Linked DNA regions of Mus musculus: all the other regions are linked to region 1. The links are chromatin contacts, called in public ChIA-PET and promoter capture Hi-C maps. All regions are on one chromosome and are shown on one strand. Each heading gives the region's core, a stretch centred on a gene start, on an enhancer-like site or on the middle of the called end of the contact. The rest is flanking DNA. Distances are from core to core; before and after follow the strand shown.

Region 1 (2,742 bases), core at 199-2,698:
TGCCTTTCTGGATCTCAGAGCGAGGGCAGAGGTCCTTTGAGAGATCTCAGGAGAATTGGGGGAGCTCAGAAAGGATAATAAACACAGTTGGGGCAGAGATAGGAAAGAGATTCCTGAGATGGGCAGAATTAGCTGTGTAAAAGCAAGAGTGAGAGATGTTTCTAGTCTCCAGTGGGAAGATCCAGGTTCTAGGGACCACATGGAGCTATCATCCTCCTTTAGTCTGGTGTGATCTCACCTAGGCAAGCCACTGGCACCGTTTATGAAACAGAATAGTTAGAGTTCCTAGCCACAGAACTGTAACTATTGGATGAAGTATATAAAATTGCTGCATTTGTAGTATGCCCCAGTCATCGGCTTACCTTTTTACAGCATGGGGTGTGGGTAAGTTGACCCTTAGAGGAGTTGTGAGGAAGCAGCCATATGGAGGGAGCCTGCCCTTGAGAGGATTGCTGTGAGGGTCAGTGAAGGGGTGTGTATGAAAACGCACCACAGATTGCAGGCCGTTCACCCTGGTTAGGACTTGGTCCTTAAGAACACACAGTCAGTACTTGGCCTGGTCTGTAAATGGACCGAGGTCTCCTTTCTGTGGGAACTTACTCCATGGCTCATCTCTGCTTCTTATCTGCCTCTCCCTACCTACATTGTCCCATCTGCAGATCAGCCTGCCTCTCCTAGCCTATGCAGGACCATGTAGGTGGATCCCTTGCCTCAGAGTCATAAGAAATAAGTTCCTGGTGGACAAGGACTGTAGCCCAGATAGAGGCTGCCAGCCCAAGTCCACCATGTACCTGGAAGCCCTTGCCAGGGGGGAGGTGAGTCCTCAAGGAACGACCAGGCGTACACAGAGGGAAATGAGACAGGTTGTCAGAGTGCAGCAGGGCTGTCCTTAGCTAGCCTAGGACACAGCTACTCTCTAGGCTGAGACCCAGGAAGGCAGGTCTCAGCAAAAGGAGTCTGCCTGCTAGTGTGGTGGACTGTGCCAATACTTACGCATTCTACTGCCACCTCTGTCCTAGGCTGAGGGAACTGTAGGGACACGATAGTGGGAGACTCAGTTTCCACCATGGAGTCTATCGTCTGGGAGTCCAAGGATGCATGAGAAGTTAGGGATTCTGTCAGCATTCTTCCATCTCAGAGTCTCAGCCTGTGAAACTGGCTCAGTGAGCCACTATCCTGCTCTTACCCCGGATACACACACACACACACACACACACACACACACACACACACACCTCCACCCCCACATACACTCTTACACACCACACAGGCTCACACTTTGGGTGGACGCCCCTCAGAACAAGACACCACTTTAGCCAACTGCTAACCCAGGTACTTGGCTCTTACCTGGCCACGCCCTCTTCCTGGGACTGCTTCTCTGGCAGAGCTGCTCCTGTCTGTGCCTGCCGCTTGCCAGCTCTGCCTGCTTGCCTTGCAGCCTGAGCTGATTTTATTCTCGCTTTGCCTAGACTCCCACTTGGGCTCAGCTGCGGGAGGACAAAGGGTCTGTCTGGGCGCCAGGGGGGGAGGGGAGGAGAGGGAGCCGGTAGGAATGGGCACTGGGCTTTTGTTCCACTCTTGGGCCAGTTTTGGAAGGGAGGAGTGTAGATAAGCGTGGAATTGGTTGTGTGTTATGGTGGGCTGCGGTGTTTTGAAGGTTGGGGTGTCTGCTTCAGGTAGATGGGTGGTTATCAGTGTGTAGGTGTTTCTAGAACTTGTATGTGTGTGAGTGCATACACACAGTGACTGTAGTACTGGGGTGCTTGGGCTCTGGGGACATGTGACTACATAGCTTTGGATGTAACCAAGAATGTGGCTGCCTTTGTTGTGGATCCTGGTTTCCCTTCTGCCTCTTTGTCACCAACTCACACAGGTTCCTCCCTCACAGCGTTCCTGTCACTGTATTTGTGACTGGTCATTTGCATGTCGGGTTTGTGTGTGTAAGGAATGAGTATAAGGTGTCTGTGTGGACAGATGCTCATGCAGGTGTGACCAGGATCTTCTGGGTTGTGTGTATTGTGTGGTGTCCAAGTGGAAAGGACACAGTGGGAGCACGTGTTGGCACTGAGCACATTGAAGTGGATGGAGAGAGAATGGGATGGCTCTGAGTCCACCTGACCTCCCGGAGCCAGACAGTGTGGGTTTAGAGGGTGGTGTGGGACCTCTTGCTGCCTCTGTGAAGGACTGCAGGGCTTGTCACAGGAGCACAGCAATCCAGGGAGGAGGTGGCCTCCAATAGCGTCTGTCCTGTTGTGTCAGGACACTGTCACAGTTGTCATACTGTCACTGTCACAGTGTTGTCACTGGACAACACTGACTACATCGATGCCTGCCCCTCGGCCTGACGTCGCTCATCAGCAGGAGGGTAATGGTGACTCTGCCCTTTGTGTGGAGTTACCTCTGTGTGTTAGAGCCCGATACTGCCTGGCTCAGGTAGGCTTAGAGATCGTGGAAGATGGGAGATATTATGGTTTGGTATGAGTATAGAGTGTCCCCTGGAAGGCTTTATGGCGCCAGAGAGATGGCTCAGAGATAAAGGCACCTGCTTCTATGCCTGAGGATATCTGAAATCCACAAGGTGGAAGGAGAGAACCCATTCACATACATACTTGTAGCACACAGGTACCCATGCACATTCACACATCCGCACATAACAAATAAAAATGAGAAAAATTTAGATCAGGTGTAGTGTGGTACATGCTATTTATTTCAATACTCAGGATCTCTGCAAGTTCTGGGACA
Region 2 (2,700 bases), core at 77-2,576, 340 kb after region 1:
AGTTAGTTGATTGTGTGCCCTTTGCCGCTCACTTTCCGTGGCTCACATTCCAATTTAGCTAGCTGACCACATGTCCTTTTCAGAACATCTCTGGTATTAGCTTTCTGTTACAATGAAGAAAGAAGAAAAGAAGAATCAATTATGAAAAGGGTGGGCTTTTGGAAATTTGGAGTTAGGAGGCTTCAATCCATGACCTCATTGCTTGCCCTTATGGTGAAACAGCCTGGACTCTGTGAGCACAGCAGCTCAAAGCTGTCCCTCCTGACTGGGGAACCCCAACATCCCTTTAAGGGTGCATGCCCTAAAGACTCTGCTAAATCTGAGCTCCTGAAGTTTGTCACACTTCCCAGTGGTGCTATCCCAGGGACCAAGCCATTAACACACAGGCCTTTGGGAATGTTCTAGACCTGGTCTCTGGTTCCCTTCAGTTCAGGATCCAGCTGCCATCCAGGTTTAGTCAATTTATAAACAAAGAACACAGGCTTTGCCTTTTAAAAGTGTCAAGGCTAGGGATGGTGTGGCTCAGTGGTAAATCCCTTACCTAGCTTGCATGAAGCCAGTGGGTTCAGTTCCAGCAGAGAGAGAGAGAGAGGGAGAGAGAGAGGGAGAGAGAGAGAGAGAGAGAGAAGAGGAAGGAGGAAGAGAAGAAGAGAGAGAGAGAGAGAGAGAGAAGGAAGGAGGAAGAGAGGGAGAGAGAGACCAAACAACCCAAAACCCCTCCTGTTGCTGGGCATGGTGGTGCACACTTATGATCCCAGTTCTTGGAACTTTTTGAGTTCCTTTTGCAGTAATGGTATTCAGAGGTGTTGCTAGCAAATCACAAGTAGTTAGGAGATAATAAAATGATCTGGTTTATTACGATATGGTATGCAAGGAGAAGATTTGTGATTGCTGGAGGTTTGGGGCCCTGTGCTTGTTTATGAAGCTTAGAATGAGCGGAACAAGAGGACCTCGCTACGTAAAGGAGCATGGGTTAAATTTCTAAGAAAGGATGCAGCCGGAGTAAGGAGAAGTCAAAGTTCTGCCTTAGAAATACCAAGTTCTGGCTTACGGTAGTCTCTGCCTGGGATCAGCATGTCCATGCTAAATGCATCTCAGTGCCTCGAATCTTCCTAAGGAGTTGTCTAGAGCTTGATAGTAGGACCTGAACTTTAGTTTTCAGAATCGGAAGTTGATAACACAGGCGGAACCGTGTATGCCTGCCATGCTCGGAAGACAGTGGATGGACACTGCTGGCTGTTGTAACTGGGTAGAATACATGAGACCCAAAAGGCCAAGAGGCCTCACAGGTTTTGAAGCCGGGTGTCTCAGGGGCAAGCTTGGTGCACCCATCTGGGAGATCAGGCCCAGTTTCACTTTTGCTTCTTACTAACAGTGTGAAGTGAGTACTCCCTGCTTTGATTCGGGCTTTCTCATTAAAAAATAAGTCTGGATGCTGTAGATCTCTGCTTCCATCGAAAACATGCATTTGAAGTACCCGGTGACAAAGAATAAGGGATCTACTTGAGTAGGTCATTGCTGTGCTAGGACCTAGGGTCTGCATGAGGAACACATTCGCTGGTGGTGCAGGGTCCCCTGGCTTAGATGACTTTCAGAGGCCTCTCTGGTCTGCAGTTCTGGAATTCTAGTCATTGACTGTTTTGGGTCTGAGGTCTGTTTTCCTTCTCTTTTCTCATCAATATGAAGATAGCTGAGTTCTAGCCTGTCTCTTTCCTTCAGTCAGCCATGTACTTCCCTGACAGCCCCGCCCCTAACAGCCCCGCCCCCATCTGTCTATCAGCTTATTTTCATAAAGTTCCTCACTGTTTCTGCAGGGCCTTCACACCCATTGCTTTATTCTCCAACAAGCCACATAGGTGCACGGATGGACATGTCTACACTCTGCAGGAAGGGACACAGCCAGTGGTTGCTCACTAGCGTGTATAGAGCATCCCTCAAGTTCAGGGTTACTGTAACCTGAGCTTTCACTGTGTTGCACTTCTACAGGGAATGGCTGTTACATATGTCTCCATTTAAAGATTTATTGCAAGGGGGCTGGAGAGAGATGGCTTTTGGGACCTTGAAAAGCAGCTTGTTTTCTGGGTGAGCTAGGGTTAAACCCCGGAGACCCAGCAGATAACTCTGCAAGGTATGGAAGGAAGTTTGTCATGCTCCCAGACACCAGGCTCCTGACATGAGGGCCCAGCTCCTTAATTCTGTGGCCATTAGTCAGGTAGGGCACCGCCCCAAGCTCCTGGTATTCTGTCTGGACTCCACGCCCACAGTTACCTAGCAACAGCCAGGTAGGCCTGGCCCACTATGAAAGGGGCTGCTGGCCCCCTCCTCCCTCTCTTACTCCTGTTTCCCTCTTGCTTCTCTCTTGCCCTCTTGTTCCCCCTCTCTCTGCATTCCCTTCCTCCCTGCATTCCCTTCCCCCCTCTCTCCACGTGGCCATGGCCGGCCTCTTCTTCTCTACTTTCTCAGCCTCTACTACCCTCTTAGCTCCCCTTTCAGCCATGACAATAAACACCTTTAAACCATGGACTGCCTCTTCTTATTGGACGGCACATCTAATATCCTTGTGCTCTCAGACTTGTTTCCCATTAAGCCAAGCAAACTAAGGACTCTCCTCTGTGGGAACCAGCTGGAGCGCTCTCCTGCCCTTTTCCCTCTGGCCAGGGCTAGTGCCCGCCCTCAGGCACCCACTCTGTTCTCAGCTCT
Region 3 (2,700 bases), core at 128-2,627, 380 kb after region 1:
ATCCCAAAAAGACCAGAAAGTAGAAGCTAATCTGATGTCATAATTTTAAAGCATTTGTAGAGTTTTTTTATTTTTAATTTTTTTAGTGGTTTGCTGCTGTCCTTCAGGCATAACTGTTCCATCACAAGTTAACAATGTTGGTGACAATCACTAATGGCTCCAATAGCCTCACGTGGTGTTTGTGAGGCTTTTGACTAAAGCTGGATGGACTGTCCTCTCTGTCACTCACTGGCCTTTGAGACCTGATTTCTTTGCTGCCCCTTTTGTTTAGGTGGAGCCGGCCTGTTCGTTGGCATGGAAATTTCAGCTGTTATGCTCTGACATCTGGAATAAGATCAACTAATAGTATGTTTTCCTCCTTCCTTAGATCCATGCCCGCAACCAGAATGAAATCATTTTTGGGCTGAATGATGGCTACTACGGTGCTCCCTGTGAACACAAGGTAAGAGGGGTCTCCGAGTGCTCTGAGTTTTGGTTAGTACAGGGCCTGTGCACCCGGGAAGCTGGACTCCCGAGAAGAGCTGAGCAGTCAGAATCGTGTTGTAAGTGTCCCTTTGAGTCTGCTCTTCGGGGTGGTGTGGAGGAATGCCTTCCGCAGTGAGAACGAGTTTCGCAGGACACACAAGCACGCTGAGAAGTCGGTACTAAATCCTGATCATGTTTTCTCAAAGGGAAACCTGAGCTAGCTGGTTTCTGCATAATTCCTGGGGGATTAAGAGAGTGGTGAGCTGGGCATGGTGGCATAGGCTTGCAGTCCTAGCCACTTAGAAGGCTGTGTGTAGCAGGAGGACTAAAGGTCAGATACTGCCCAGGTTCAGAGTGAGTTCAAGGCCAGCCTAGGAAGCTGAGTTAGGCCCTGTCTCAGAATGAAAAGAGGCTGGGTGTGTTGCTCAGCAGTGGGGCTTTACCACCGTGCTGGAAGCCCAGGTTCAATCTTCAGTCCTGCCCTCCCCCCAAAATAGGCAAGGTGACTTTTGTCTAAATGGAAGAGTTTAATGGAAATGTTCAGTTGTGTTTATCATTCTCAGTAAGCCTAAGAAACCCAAATTGTGCTGGACATAGTCGCATATGCTATTAATCCCAGCAAGTGGGAAGCAGAGGCAGGTGTATCCTTGTGAGTTTGAGGCTAGCCTGGTCTACATAGAGAGTTCCAGATCAGCCTGATGTATACAGTGAGATCCAGCCTCAAAAGAGAGAAAGAAAGGAACTGAAACTGAAGCTGTTTCGTAGCCATTGCTGTCTCTGCATCTAAAGGTGATGAGAGGAAGGCGAGGCAGAGCCCCGTTTGTTCTTAGCCGGGAGCTTCTGTGAGCAGCATCCTTGTGGCGGGGACTCAGCATCTGCCTCCTGTTTACACTCACCACAAACCACTGTGGTGGTGGCTTTGTTCTCCATCTCACAGTACAGGCAGGAACTGACTGGGAGGATGCACTCCATAGGGTCTAGAGAGCGGCTGAGCTGAGATGTTAGTTATGTGCCCAAGGCTGCTTCCCCCACTCTGACAACTTTTACCAAAAACCAAACCAACCAACCAACCAAACCAAAACAGTCCTCCCCCAGCCTTTTGTAAACTCTTCACATTGCTTTTGCTCAGAAATTGTTGCTCATAATCTCTGCTGTGAGGATGTCACACTCGGATGCCCTGTCTGTCATTCCTGAGTGCCTGCCCAGGGTTGGCTCCTGTGTTCAGTGCTGAGCACAGTGGTGAAGGAGGGCTGGGGGCAGACACACCCCTCCCTTCCAGCTGTTTGGCTAAGACAGGAGGATGGCCTGTCCTGGTCCCCAGAGGAGGGATTTGGTTGCTAACGTTGTAATCCAGGTTCTGAATAGAAGACAGTATGTGAAAGGTGTGGGCGCTGAATGGAGAGAGCTTTCCAGGGGAGGAGGCTGAGCTTGAAAGGCCACAGAGTAGAAAGGGCACAAGGTGAGTCTGAGGGACAGAAGGGAGGTGAGAGTAGCCCCAGGCCAGCCCATGGGGAGTTTCGAGATTTTATCCACAGGACAGAGGCGTGTGCTCTAACCAGATTTATGTAATAGTTTAGCTCTGGCTTATTTTAAAGAGCAAGAGTGACTGTGGAGAGACAGTGAGAAGGACCTTGCAGTGCCATGGACAAGAGATGACAGTTTGGCATGGACCATAGCAGGGTAGGGAAGACAGATGACATCCAGGCCCAGGCACGTGCTAGGCAAGCTCTTTACCACTGAGCCACACACCCAGCTAGGAAGGCGACAGAGTTGGGGTTTTAGGAGAGAAAATCACTAGGATTTGTTGTGGTTTGCATTTGAGATAAAAGGAAAAAAGAGATGTCAAGGGTGATTTTGGATTTCTGGTTTAAAGTAACTGGATAGATGAAAGATGATAGCCACAGGAAGCTTAGCGACAAGGCGGGGTGGGCAGGGAGGAAGAGCACAGATCCTGAGGTAAGATGGCCACAGGCATGTGCAGTGTCTTTAAACCCCTGTGTTGACGACAAGTAGCCATCTGAATTCCTGAACCTGGAGAGAAATGAACTATAAACATGGGGCGATGACAAAGCCTCTGAAGTCATGTGAGACACAGGCTGGCAACATGCTGTTCAGTAGAGAAGGACTGAGTAGCCCAGGCTGGAGAAGAAGCAGGCAGTGGTGTGACCAAGAAGCAGTAGAGCACGTGCTGCTGGGTCTGGGGCCCAGCGTCTCTGCTTTCTTCTCTCCCATCTC
Region 4 (2,775 bases), core at 151-2,650, 390 kb before region 1:
AGTTCTCTATAAGAAGGCCTGCATGCGTTTATCTGGGGTCACCATTTCAAAGAATGGTTGGCCCCTGCATGCTGGTGTTTCTGCAGAATAAATGCTCTTTGTTTTTGTATACTCTCTGAGCCTGGGGTCTTCTTTCAGTGATTTTTGGACCCTTACAACTGGAGTGGCCAGGAATTGCTTAATCGAGGATGAAATCTAATCTGCTATTCTTTAGTGATCATGTGAACATAGCCTTGCCAAGAACATTTTGTCTCTTTCATTCAGAGGTATATTCTAAGTGTGTAGAACAGGACTGAGTACATGCTAAGCGATTCAGAGGCTGGGCATGGTATTATACACCTTTGGTTCCAGCACTAAGGAGTCAGAGGTAGGTGGATCTCTGGGAGTTTGAAGCCAATTTGTCTACACAGTGAGTTTCAGGACAGCTAGACCTAATGGTGAGACCCTGTCTCAGAAAAACAAAACAAAATGTCTAGCGAATTCAGTATCTGGCGGATCATCTGTACACATATGGAAAATATGTAGGTATAAAAACTAAATAATGCAATGTAATATGGCATAAAGTGATATTACTATGAGATATCCCAGGTCTATTTTCCTTATATGCCTTAGTTTCAGTGTCAAGTTTTTTTGGTGCTCAATATTTTTTTCTCTCAATATTTATAAAAATCACATTGTCAAACTGGAAACATGCTTTTAAGTTTAAAAAACTAAAAAGTTGGTTTTAAGTGTGTTCTGACTTATGCTCTCTGGCTTCTGAAAAATTCCTTTTCTTGTCTATACAGCATTATCCTGAGACAGACACAGAATGGGTGGATGTAAGTGCATGTAGGGCACTGCCTAGCACACAGTAGGCACTCAATAAATGATAGTTCTACAGGAAACATTACTAACAGCTGAGATTATGGTTACTTCGGAGAGAATAATCGAGCTGATATTCTACCTTCAGGGACAGAAAGGGGTGAAGAGCAGGCTCTACCTCCCTTCTTAGGACACAACATCTGGGGCTGGAAAGACTCATAATTCAAGCAAAATTAAGTTTCCAGCCACACCTGCCTTCGGCGTCGTTTCCGCCTCCGAAGAGCCCGCGGAGGCGATGTCCCTGTCAGGCGGAGTGCACGCCTGCAAGCCTCACGGGAATCTCGGAGTCGCTCCACGGTGGCGCTTGCCACAGCCTTCCCCACCCACTCCTTAGTAACCGCGAGGATGTGGCTAGCAACGGAGGCGGCAACCGGCGACGGCAGATTCTAACTACAAGTCCCGTCAAGCCCCGCGGCCTCTTTCAGCCCTCATCAGCACACCAGACTACGGATCCCGATGGGCTCTGCGCTGCCTATCACATGAGCAGCTTCAGCCAATCGGCTTCGGACAAGTCGTATGGGAGGGAGACACGGAGGGAGACAAGATGGCAGCGTCGGCGTCGCAGGGTGGGAGAAGCGGCGGTGGCGGAGGCAGTAGTGGGGCTGGCGGCGGCCCCAGCTGCGGGACAAGCAGCAGCCGCAGTGGTTTGTTGGATAAGGTGAGGAGCTTAGTCCTGGGGACAATCTAGAGCCCGGGGAATGCCCAGGAGCTGGTGAGCCCAGCTTCCCATCCCCACCCCCTTATTTTCTGTGGCTCCTTGAGCGCTCCTCCGTAGCACACGAACGCACACTTGTAACTTGCCCTCTCTACACGTTGGAAAACAATCCTTCCCTTTAGTCGTCTCTTTAAGCAAGTGCTGCTGGTCCCTAACCGCCACCGCAGCTTCTCGTAATTATGGCAATATTTCACCATAATGATCACGTTTCTATTGTGCTAGGAGGGCCACTCTTGAAAATGCCCATAACATCAACGTGGAAAATGGAACTTCTAAAGAAATTGAAAGAATCTCCTCGAAGTCAGTATTCCCCAAACCCTTCCACCATCATCCTCGCGTGTTGCTACAGAGCCCAAAGAGTTCCTTGGCCTTTAAAGTTTTTAAGGGTTTTTTTTTTTTTTTTGGTTTCTTTTAATTTTTTCATGATATGTCAAATAATGAAATATTCGTATGTTGACTTCCCTTGCTGGTCTGATAGGAAGCCTTAAGATTCTTTGTCCCTCTTGGGTTCCCTGCCTTTCTCTTCCCCTGCGTGGCCTTTTCTGTCTGTACCAGCTGACTGCTTTCCACTCTGCCTACACAATTTCTAAAGAATTTCACGTCCTTGTCCATAAGGGCTTAAAGGAAAGAGTCAGGGGAGGAACGCTGCTCCTGGATTGACCATCTTGCCCCTTGCACAGCAACTTGCAAGAGACAGTTGCCTGAAAAACGGGCCTGGCATTAGTTTTGCCTCTAGCTCTGTGTCCTAAAATGTGCCTGTTCTCCTTATTGCCTTCCTTATTCTGTAGAATGAGGGGTTTAGTCCAGCATACCTTCTGGCCCCCTTCCAGGGTTGTCCTTCCCAGCTGATGTGATGAGGGTGAAGCATGGTGCTTTCATATAGTAAACCACTTTTCTTGAAACATTTTAATCGAAATGCTCTATTACTCCTCTGTGTGGAACAGATGGCTAGGGCTTAAGAGATGGATGCCTGATCATCCCGCATTTGTGTAGCTTCCTACATGGTAGGCAGCACTCCACCACTGACCCACGTCCCCAGTTCCCCTTGTCTTTTGGAGGGTCCTTAGAGTCAAGTTTGAGACAGGGTCTTGCTGTGTAGCTAAGCTGGCCTGGACTGGAACTGGCTTTGTGCAGGATCCAGGGACCAAACTCGGCTTGTAAGCCTTGAGCCATCTGTCTGGTCCTCAAGTCTTTCTTGA

What was found. ChIA-PET counts read pairs in DNA pulled down with a chosen protein or histone mark. Capture Hi-C pulls out chosen DNA fragments and counts their contacts.
Region 2: an RNA polymerase II ChIA-PET map of memory CD8 T cells shows a contact between it and region 1, with 9 read pairs. The contact joins the enhancer-like site here to the promoter of Klhl35 in region 1. A contact is called at or near these places in 6 of 39 promoter capture datasets (the 3T3-L1 cell line, cranial neural crest, embryonic stem cells and 3 more), 2 of 484 Hi-C or Micro-C datasets (cerebellum and embryonic stem cells) and 1 of 115 datasets of contacts at active chromatin or transcription factors (memory CD8 T cells).
Region 3: an RNA polymerase II ChIA-PET map of memory CD8 T cells shows a contact between it and region 1, with 6 read pairs. The contact joins the enhancer-like site here to the promoter of Klhl35 in region 1. A contact is called at or near these places in 2 of 39 promoter capture datasets (hippocampal neurons and stem cell-derived epiblast-like cells), 1 of 484 Hi-C or Micro-C datasets (B cells) and 2 of 115 datasets of contacts at active chromatin or transcription factors (embryonic stem cells and memory CD8 T cells).
Region 4: a contact with region 1 is called in a promoter capture Hi-C map of pancreatic islet. The contact joins the promoter of Spcs2 here to the promoter of Klhl35 in region 1. A contact is called at or near these places in 1 of 39 promoter capture datasets (neural stem cells), 2 of 484 Hi-C or Micro-C datasets (bone marrow-derived macrophages and erythroid progenitors), 7 of 115 datasets of contacts at active chromatin or transcription factors (embryonic basal ganglia, embryonic hindbrain, embryonic limb bud and 4 more) and 3 of 9 other capture datasets (adipose tissue, embryonic stem cells and pancreatic islet).

The regions. Positions count from the first base shown.
Region 1 is chr7:99,464,710-99,467,451 of GRCm38.p6, reverse strand. Klhl35 (kelch-like 35) reads right to left here and starts at 1,448. Exons shown (of 7, transcript NM_028145.1): 1 at 1,348-1,448.
Region 2 is chr7:99,127,802-99,130,501 of GRCm38.p6, reverse strand. All of the region lies in intron 1 of Uvrag (UV radiation resistance associated gene), which reads left to right. Among named protein-coding and RNA genes, the nearest start is that of Uvrag, 12 kb to the left of the region's middle. Within about 2 kb of position 1,326, at least 66 of the 459 cell types and tissues checked have an H3K27ac peak or open chromatin away from gene starts, as enhancers often do. A contact at or near this core is called in memory CD8 T cells, pre-B cells and stem cell-derived epiblast-like cells, where this site is marked.
Region 3 is chr7:99,085,843-99,088,542 of GRCm38.p6, reverse strand. Uvrag (UV radiation resistance associated gene) reads left to right here. Exons shown (of 15, transcript NM_178635.3): 5 at 368-442. Among named protein-coding and RNA genes, the nearest start is that of Uvrag, 54 kb to the left of the region's middle. Within about 2 kb of position 1,377, at least 83 of the 459 cell types and tissues checked have an H3K27ac peak or open chromatin away from gene starts, as enhancers often do. A contact at or near this core is called in B cells and memory CD8 T cells, where this site is marked.
Region 4 is chr7:99,857,508-99,860,282 of GRCm38.p6, reverse strand. It overlaps Spcs2 (signal peptidase complex subunit 2 homolog (S. cerevisiae)), which reads left to right and starts at 1,400. Exons shown (of 5, transcript NM_025668.3): 1 at 1,400-1,519. The coding sequence starts at 1,406. It overlaps Xrra1 (X-ray radiation resistance associated 1), which reads right to left and starts at 1,065. Exons shown (of 19, transcript NM_001164258.1): 1 at 1,053-1,065.